Regions from separate parts of the Rattus norvegicus genome. Here region 1 is linked to region 2. The links are chromatin contacts, called in public Hi-C maps. All regions are on one chromosome and are shown on one strand. Each heading gives the region's core, a stretch centred on a gene start, on an enhancer-like site or on the middle of the called end of the contact. The rest is flanking DNA. Distances are from core to core; before and after follow the strand shown.

The links. Hi-C and Micro-C count contacts between places; a contact is called where the count stands out from the background.
Region 1: a contact with region 2 is called in a Hi-C map of hepatocytes, with 2.5 times the contacts expected there. The contact joins the promoter of Ctsf here to the promoter of Rce1 in region 2. A contact is called at or near these places in 9 of 12 Hi-C or Micro-C datasets (the A7r5 cell line, Schwann cells, frontal cortex and 5 more).

Annotation. Positions count from the first base shown.
Region 1 is chr1:211,579,591-211,583,965 of GRCr8, reverse strand. It overlaps Ctsf (cathepsin F), which reads right to left and starts at 1,797. Exons shown (of 14, transcript NM_001034110.1): 1 at 1,548-1,797; 2 at 1,246-1,344; 3 at 881-965; 4 at 725-786; 5 at 451-526. The coding sequence starts at 1,766.
Region 2 is chr1:211,330,355-211,334,712 of GRCr8, reverse strand. Rce1 (Ras converting CAAX endopeptidase 1) reads left to right here and starts at 2,844. Exons shown (of 8, transcript NM_001100585.1): 1 at 2,844-3,039; 2 at 3,180-3,282; 3 at 3,375-3,458; 4 at 3,696-3,774; 5 at 4,330-4,358. The coding sequence starts at 2,855. Top6bl (TOP6B like initiator of meiotic double strand breaks) reads left to right here. Exons shown (of 15, transcript NM_001426986.1): 14 at 1,265-1,343; 15 at 2,288-2,740. The coding sequence ends at 2,637.

The DNA of each region.
Region 1 (4,375 bases), core at 548-3,047, 250 kb before region 2:
ATGAAAGCAGTCCTGGCCTCAGGTTCTCCCAGCATCCCTCAGTCCCTACCCTGGCATACCTTGTTGCCAACCCTGAACTTTCCAGCCCGGGGGCTGGGCTACCCCCAGAGGCTCGGCTGCCCCCAAAGGCTCATCCTGATATAATCCAGACATTTTGGTCTCCTCACTCTCTCCTCTCTTCTCTCTGTGTGTGCCCTTTCTCTCTTTTTCTCCCTCACCCCCCTCCCCATGGTGATTCCTATGGCCTAGTCCTTGGGGTCAGTGATCTCACCAGAGAGCAGCTTCCCAATAAACCTGCATTTCATATAATCAATCTGGCTTGATTTGCCTCGTTTTACCGGCAGAGAAAAACTTATATCACATGTGTTCTTCATCTCCTCAGTATCAAGGTGCCATGATAGGAAAAACCCAAGTCTGCCTGGGACAGATGTGGACAAGGCTGGGGCCTACCTTCCCTTGATTCGTAAGTCCGGTTATAGGTAGTCATGAAGTCCTTGAAGAGTGTAGCCATCTTCACAGAAAAGTCCTAGGAAGGCAAAAGGGTGTTCACTTACAAGTTCAGCCAGACCCAAGTACAATAATTGAGAGCTCTACCCTGGAGGACCAAGACAGGGAAGTAGCCACGGGAAGAGGAAGTGAGGGGGAAGAGAGAGAAAAGGCAGGGGGTGGGGCACAAAGCAGAGGAGTAAGGGGCCATTATCTCTCTTAGACACAGGCTCCTCACCTGGGGCAGGGGATCCTTGTCCAACATTGGAAGGAATGCTCGGAAGGTCTCGTTCCCAGACTCTGGATAGGGTTGGAACAGAAGTAATCAAGGCTGGATTCTGAGTCAGGTATGGTCTGGGCTATCCCAGTCTACTTGAGCTATCTATCCCAGCACCTGTAACCTTGGCATTCACTGGGCTACAGTCCTTCCTCAGCAGCAAGTGTTCTTTTAGCTCTTCCAGGACTTCAAAACTGCAGAGCTGGAGGGAAGGAGGGAAAGGAAGGCAGTTTGGGGACAGTTTGGAACAAGGTCCTGACTAGGGTTGCTAGAAGCTCCTCAAAGGAGAGCTGCTGTGTAAGGCAATCATAACGTGGTGAAAGAGGGGGACGCCAGCAGCAGACACCCAGCACCCAAACACCTACCCTTTCAGAGCATCTTGGTCTCTAGCTGGTACCTCAGAGGTAACAGATGACTCGACAGAACCCATCATTCCAATTGCTTGCCAGCTAGGGCCAACAATAGCCGACCACTTCACTCACCATTGTTTTCTTCGTCTCAGGGTGCAGGCACACCAGGGGATCATTGCAAGGTGGCTCCTCTAATGTGGCTTCCAGGGAGAACAGAGAGCCCCGGCCGGCCTGGACAGAGCAGAAGGTGGGGCTGGCACAGCCATCTCCCCTCGCTCCTCTTAAAAGATCATTGCCCGTCTGTGCCTCCCTACTGGGTCTTAGTCTGTATAGGTCCTTCCCTCCCCGTTCAGGCCATCAACCCCAAATTTAAGGCAAAGTCCTTGCACCATTCCTGGACCCAGGCCTCGCTCCCGCTCCCCGCGCGTCCTCACCCGCCGGACGCGCCCGTGTACCGCCCCTAGCACGGCCCTTGTCACCGCAGTACGGCCGTAATTGTACATGTCCAGCGCGAAGCGGGCGGGCGCCAGCAGCTCCTGGGAGGACAGGCTCCAGGCTTGCTCGTCATCCGCCCAGGGCTTGGCAGGGACTGGGCTCAGGACCACGGTCGCGATCAGCGTCAACAGCCACAAAAGCTGCAGCAGGAGCGCCATAGCGAGGTCGAAGCTGCTCGCCCCGATTCACTGACCCACAAACTCGCAGATCAAGCGACCCAAGGCGGAGCCTGCCTTCAGAGGCTACAGAGTGTCTCCCTACAACCCTGGAACCCTGGGGCGACCAATCGGCACCGATTCCGGGCGCTTGCGCGCTCGCTTATTTACGCGAGGCACGTGGACCACGGGGTGGGGCGGTGGTGGTGGTGAGGGGAGAGGACACTAGGTTGTGAATAAAATGAGAATCTACGACCATTTTTATCTTTCACAGGAAAAACCAGATCTCTTTAACCATGGCAGATCTGTGAAGTAGGTGCTGTCCCATTTCTTAGATAAGAAAAAAGAAGCTTACAGATGGCTGTTACAGATAGGAGTTGAACTTGAACCCAACCCACTGGTTCCTGAGCCTGCCTTCACAGTGTGATCTCTCCTTTGAGGCCCCTGTTGTTATTCACGATATGGTCAGTAATATTATGGGTTCTGGGGACCAGAGGATGTATGTAGTTCAGTGGCCAGTGCTTGCCTAGATCTCACAAACGCCCTGTATACTATCCGCTAGCACAGGATAAATCTAGCGTGGTGAGGCACGTCTATAATTCCAGCATTCAGGAAGACGGGAAGTTCAAGGTTTGAACTTGAGAACTTGAGCCTAGGCTATAAGAGTCTGGCTTTGTGAGGCTTAAAGACATCTATACATATAATCAACAGAACCGTGGGATGGACAGGATCATACCCTAAATCACTTAAGCACTGTGTTCCAGGGCTGCCAAGGGACAGCCTCACAACTGAAAACAAAGAGTGAAAGAAAATCTCCAAAGTGTAAAAATGTATGTGGGGAGAGAGAATCGGCCGGGAGAACATAGAGGTGAACGATAAGATTCCTCTCTGCACCTTTACAGGTTGTTATGAATATTCTTAAAGGATGGATGTGTACAGGGCTTTGTGTGTCTAGATGAGCAAATTATATATTATCACCATTTTTTTTTTGGTTCTTTTTTTTTTTCGGAGCTGGGGACCGAACCCAGGGCCTAAATTATATATTATCAATTGGACCAGAAAAAAACTGTATGTGGGAATAAAAAATGAATCATAAACCAAGGTGCATTCTCTGTAAGCCTCAGTTACACCTGGAGAGGGGAAAGGAGGACTTTTATTACTAAAGGGGAATCTTCCATAAACTGCTTGGATACAAAAATCCACTGGTTTTGGATTGGAGAGGCAGAAATTATCTGCAGCTCACTACTCTGGAGCTGCTGCCAGGAGTATCTTATCTAAAGTTGTTAACATAAGCCTTGACACAGGAGTCTTTTGTACCTGTGTAGAGTGTACAAAGTATGTATGAAGGAATTATTTGAAGTCTTTCAGACAGTTCTCTTGGTTTGTTTGTCTTCAAAACAGGGCCTCACTATGTAGACCAGGCTGGCTTTGAACTTATAGAGATTCACCTGTCTCACTGTGCTAAGGTTAAAGGCATATACTGCCAAGGCCAGCTAAGGGATGTATTAGTTGGTAAGGCATTTACTTGCCTTGCAAGCTTGATAAGTTAAGTTTAATCCCCAGCACCCACATTTTAAAAAAGCTACATATGGGACACTCACTGTCATCCTTTTACCTGGAGGTAAAAGCAAGAGGATCCCTGGGGCTCGTGGGCCACTCATCATCCAGTGTAGCCTAATTAATGAGTTCAAGGCTAGTGAGAAAACCTGTTTCATAGGAGGTGAATGGCTTTCCTGATGATGATATCCTAGGCTGTCCTCTGGCCTCCATATGTGCACACACACACACACACACACACACACACACACACACACACACACACAAAGAGAGAGAGAGAGAGAGAGAGAGAGAGAGAGAGAGAGAGAGAGAGAGAGGTGGATAACATCCAAAGTTTTCTTTTGGCCTACTCAGGGTGTTCTCGTACAGGACTATCCTCTGAGCCAAACTGCCGTCATCCTGAGGTGTTTTTCTGGGCCTGCTCCAAAAATCACCACACTGAAGATGTTAATCTGGGGGCTTTTCTTCACCCTTTTGCTCTCAAATAACAGGGCATTTCTATGCTTTTTCTAGCCTGTTTTAGCTCCCGAATAAATGGCACAGGGACCTAATAGCTTTATTAACAAGCTGCAGGCACTATGCCGTCAGATACTCATCTATTCTAGCCCTCTATGGCTGCCTACTTCCCAGCCACGCCCTTTACTGGCTTGCTCTGTTCCATGTGTGTCCTCCTGGCGACTCCTGGCAAATGCTCCTGATCCTTCTCCTCTTCCTCTCTGCTTCTCTGCTTCTCTCTTTTTGCTTGGCCCCCTAACTGGGATTGGAAGTCTCCTCCTATTCTCTTCTTCCCTCTCTTTAGTCTGAATCAGCTCTTTATTAATCAATCAAAGGTAATGGAAAAGAATTTTCATACATCACTGACACCGGAGATGCTCCAAATATCATGATGATGTCAATGTCTAGACTGCAACCAGATCTCTGGGCACAGCAATCAGCATCTGAATACACAGTGCATAAAACCTCTTTCTTAGTCAGGGTTTACTGCTGTGAACAGACACCATGACCAAGACAATTCCTATAAGGGCAACACTGAATTGGGGCTGGCTTGCAGGTTC
Region 2 (4,358 bases), core at 1,595-4,094:
TGTAATGAGGATGCCAGATAGCTCTCACGATTAATCCCAGCACTTGGGAGACAGGCCAACCTGACCTGTACAGTGAGTTCCAGGACAGCCAGAGCTGTATCGTCAAACTGTCTTAAAGGGGAAAAGAAAAGCAGTGTATCATAGAATGCACTGCACTGTGGTGTAGTTCTTACGTAAGACTTCCCTTTGAAAGTGTCAACTCCATGCTTTTAAGGACAGTCACTGTGCTGGATGCTCCTCCCACCAGACTCCAGAGGTCTCCATTACACTGAAAACAAGCACTGTGCCTACTTAACTGCACATAACCCAGCTTCCCTTCCCCCAAAGCCCCCTTCTATTGTCTTACTTTCCCCTTCCCCCTGGTGTTCTTTAGACATTACAGGGGGAGGGGGGGGTTACTGCTTGAGACAGGGTCTCACTGTGTATCTGAAAATGGCCTTTATTCCCCTATGTGGCTGAGGATGATCCTGAACTCCTGCTCATTCTGCCTCCCTCTCCCGAGTGATGGGATTACGTGTGCTACTATGCTGTTTATGTAGTGCTGGAGTGTGCACCTGCAGCTCTCATGCACTTTTTGAGCAATGCAAGCACTGCTTTCATTTTTTTTGAAGATGTATTCTAACTATGTATAAAGAGGACAGATTGTCAGACATTAAAGGTCAGCTCTGGGATACATGAGACCCTGTCCCAAGGATTTTTACTTTAAAATAAGACATGGCCAGACATTGTGGTGTGTGCCTTTAATCCTAGCACTCAGGAGGCAAGGTGAGGAATATCTCTGCAAGTTCAAGCCCAGCCTGGTCTACATTACATATTGAGTTCCAGACAGCCAGGACTAACTAAAAAGGGACTGGAGAAATGGCTGTGTGTAAGAGGGGCCATGCTGCTATTGGTTTGGTTCCCAGTAATCACACCAAGAAGCTTGTAAAAGTGTAACTCCAATTACAGGGGATCTGACCACCTCTCTTGTAGACATGTAATTCACACAGTTACTCAGATATACATAATAAATCTTGAGTAGAAAGATGGAAATAAACACATAAAATGATGAATAGTGCCATGCTTCAGAGCCCGAGGTTCGGGGGAGAACAGAGAGATATGCTGGGACAGAAGGGGGGTGCTTTGAAAGTTGGGGGCCAAGTAGAGACTGATGAGTTAGGAGAATGAGGGAGTTCCAGGTGAAGAACGTCCCTATAAACCAAACCACATGTCTCACTAAGACACAGACTTCTGAAAATTCACTTGGACTTTCTAATTGTTAAAGCACCTGACTCCAGAGAAAAAGATTTCAGCCCAGAACACCAAAGACCAGCACAAGAATATTGGTCTAGAGTTCCCTGCAGGTAAGTCTCTAGCTTTTGGGGTAAGTCCTGGACTGAAACCAGAGAAATAAAATTCATGGTCTGGAGTGATCCAACTATCCCATTCCACTTCAGCCATGGGGACTGAGGGTCTTGGAGGAGCAGTAGCAGCCCTACTGTAAAGCTGCATGACAGGAGAAAGATGTGCGTTGTACTTAATATGAGCACATTAGCTTTTCCAGAGACAGGTGACTCACTGATATCCCCAGGGCCCTGCCAGGAGGAACCAGCCAAGGCAAGACTGTAAATTTGCCCCTGAGGGGTTGGGGGTGTAGCTCAGTGAGAGTCTTGACTATCAATACCCTGAGTTTGATCCTTCTTCCTGTTTGTTCTTCCGCAAGTTATTACAGATAAGCTAATGGTGGTTCCCAACCTTCCTGATGCTGCCACCCTTTAAATACAGTGCCTCATGTTGTGGTGGTCCCCAACCATAAAATTATCTTCATTGCTACTTAACTGTAATTTTGCCACTGTTATGAACCATAATGTAAGCATCTGATACGCAACCCACAGTTGAAAACCACTGAGCTACAACATGTTCATGAGTGTCTGATCCCAGCACTTGGCTGGAAGAAGCAAGATGATCAGTTTAAGTCTCCCCTGAGTTTCATGAGAGTCTGTCTAAACAACAACAAAAAGCTGCCTCTGTAGCAACTGCCTAGAACAATTCCAGACAGAGACTTAGTTGCTTATTGCCCGAAGGAAAGCTTGGTTTCAGAGAGTAACTTGGCATATATATCACCCAGTCTGTGTGGAAAGTTAGATGCCCTCTATCGTGGGCGCGCTAAGGAAGGTCAGGCACTGAAATGTTTTCATCTGGAAGGATGGAGGGGGAGGGTTAAATTAGAACTATGCCCCTGCCCCAACAGTCTCCGTAGCATTGGCAATCTTCCGGAGCAATATGAAATGGGCTTGTTTTCTCCTAGAATCTAGCGGGCAAGCAGAAAACAAGAGGCTCAAGAGGAGCAGCCCCAACCAGGGCAGGGAAGAATCGCGAACTCTGGGCCCAGCCAGGGACCTGAGCCCGCCAGAATCCGTCACGCGCGACTGCGATCCTACCGAGGCCTCCCTCACTGCTAGAGGATCACAGACCCAAGTGGCCAACGACGGAGTTCAGGCGGCAGACGCAGCGAGCCCTCTGGGCGGCCTGGAGGTACCGCAGGGAGCACAGGGCGGGTGCGGGCCTAAGCTACCGCCGCCGGGCCCTCACCACCGCCTCCGCTGCTCCCGCAGGACTTGTGGCTACAGGAGGTCTCCAACCTGTCCGAGTGGCTGAGTCCGGGACACAGGTCCTAAGCGCCCGCTCCTGAGACTCACAGCAAGGCAAGGAAGCCCGGGACGCGTGTGTTATATATTTCAATAAAGCTGCTCCAAGCACACAGTGTCAACTACAGTGCAAGGGGAGGAGCGTCCGGAGGACCGGACAACTCGCGCCGCCGCCTGACGTCACCCGCGCCGTCGCGTCACTGCTGCGCGCCACGGGTCTGGGCGTGATGGCGGCGCTGGGCGGGGACGGGCTGCGTTTACTGTCGGTATCGCGGCCAGAGCGGCAGCCCGAGTCAGCCGCGTTGAGCAGCCCGGGCCCAGGGCTGTGCTGCTGGGTGTCTGTGTTCTCCTGCTTCAGCCTCGCCTGCTCCTACGTGGGCAGCCTCTACGTGTGGAAGAGCGAGCTGCCCAGGTGCGGGGGATGCGCGCGCGGACGGAATCCGCGCCCTCGTGAGGCGGGGCTGCGGGCGGAGCCTGGGCTGGACGGGGGTGGGGCTGCGTTGGCAAATGGTTGCTACAGGCCCCCCCGGAACTTATTGTCCCTTTTCTTAGGGACCACCCCGCTGTTATCAAGCGGCGTTTCACCAGTGTCCTGGTAGTATCGAGCTTGTCCCCACTTTGCGTGCTGCTCTGGAGGGAACTCACTGGCATCCAGGTGCGAAGGAGGCGGGGCACAGGGCAACTAGGGAAAGAATCCAGATTTTTGTGGGAGGGAACATCACTGATACCCCCTTTCCTGTGGCTCAGCCAGGCACATCACTGCTTACCTTGATGGGCTTCAGGCTGGAGGGCATTTTTCCAGCAGCTCTGCTGCCCCTGCTGCTAACTATGGTGAGTCCTGCTTTAGTTTTCCTACTCTGTTGTCACTAGTGTAATGGCATGTCCGTCTTGTGTCCAGTTTTTGGCAGATGGCAGACAGGAATTATGATGTGGCCCTTGAGCCCCTGGTGTGCATGGCTGAGAAATCCTAGAGCTCAGGAAACCTGAGGTCTCATGAGGGTGACCAAGGGCGCAGGTGTGAGCAAGGTCACTGGATAACGGCTTTCGTTTGATGTTTTTCTCCCCCAGATCCTTTTCCTGGGTCCACTGATGCAGCTCTGTATGGATTGCCCGTGTGACCTGACAGATGGGCTGAAGGTTGTCCTGGGTGAGTCTTCAAGACTGAGCAAAAGGTAGGCACAGGCAGTCCAGAACACTGGGGAAAGGAGTCAGTGAGATGGTGTGATCTGGACTGAAGAGGTGAGATGTCACCTCTCAGGATGTGTTTCCTCATCAGTAAAATGGATTATATTGCTGGGTACCCTGTAAGTTTATGATACTCATGGAGGCCTTTCTAGACTCAAAACAGTACTTGATTGGTTAAATTTGGGTTCCTCTGGAATTGACTGACTTCCTCCTCTACTGCCGCTTTCCCTCACTACTGTCAGTCATCTCAAGACATTGTAATTCGGTCTGATAAGGCTTGTTCCCTTCCCCATTCTGATTCTCAGGATTTCCCAAACTGAGTTTGGTCAGAGTAAATCTGTGGGAGAGGGGGGTTGGGGATTTAGCTCAGTGGTAGAGCGCTTGCCTAGCAACCGCAAGGCCCTGGGTTCGGTCCCCAGCTCCGAAAAAAAGAAAAAGAAAAAAAAATCTGTGGGAGAGGGTCCTAGGGGTCTCTAGTAACTAGGCACTCATTGCTTATCCTGAATATTTATTCTAGCCCCTCGTTCTTGGGCCCGCCGCCTCACA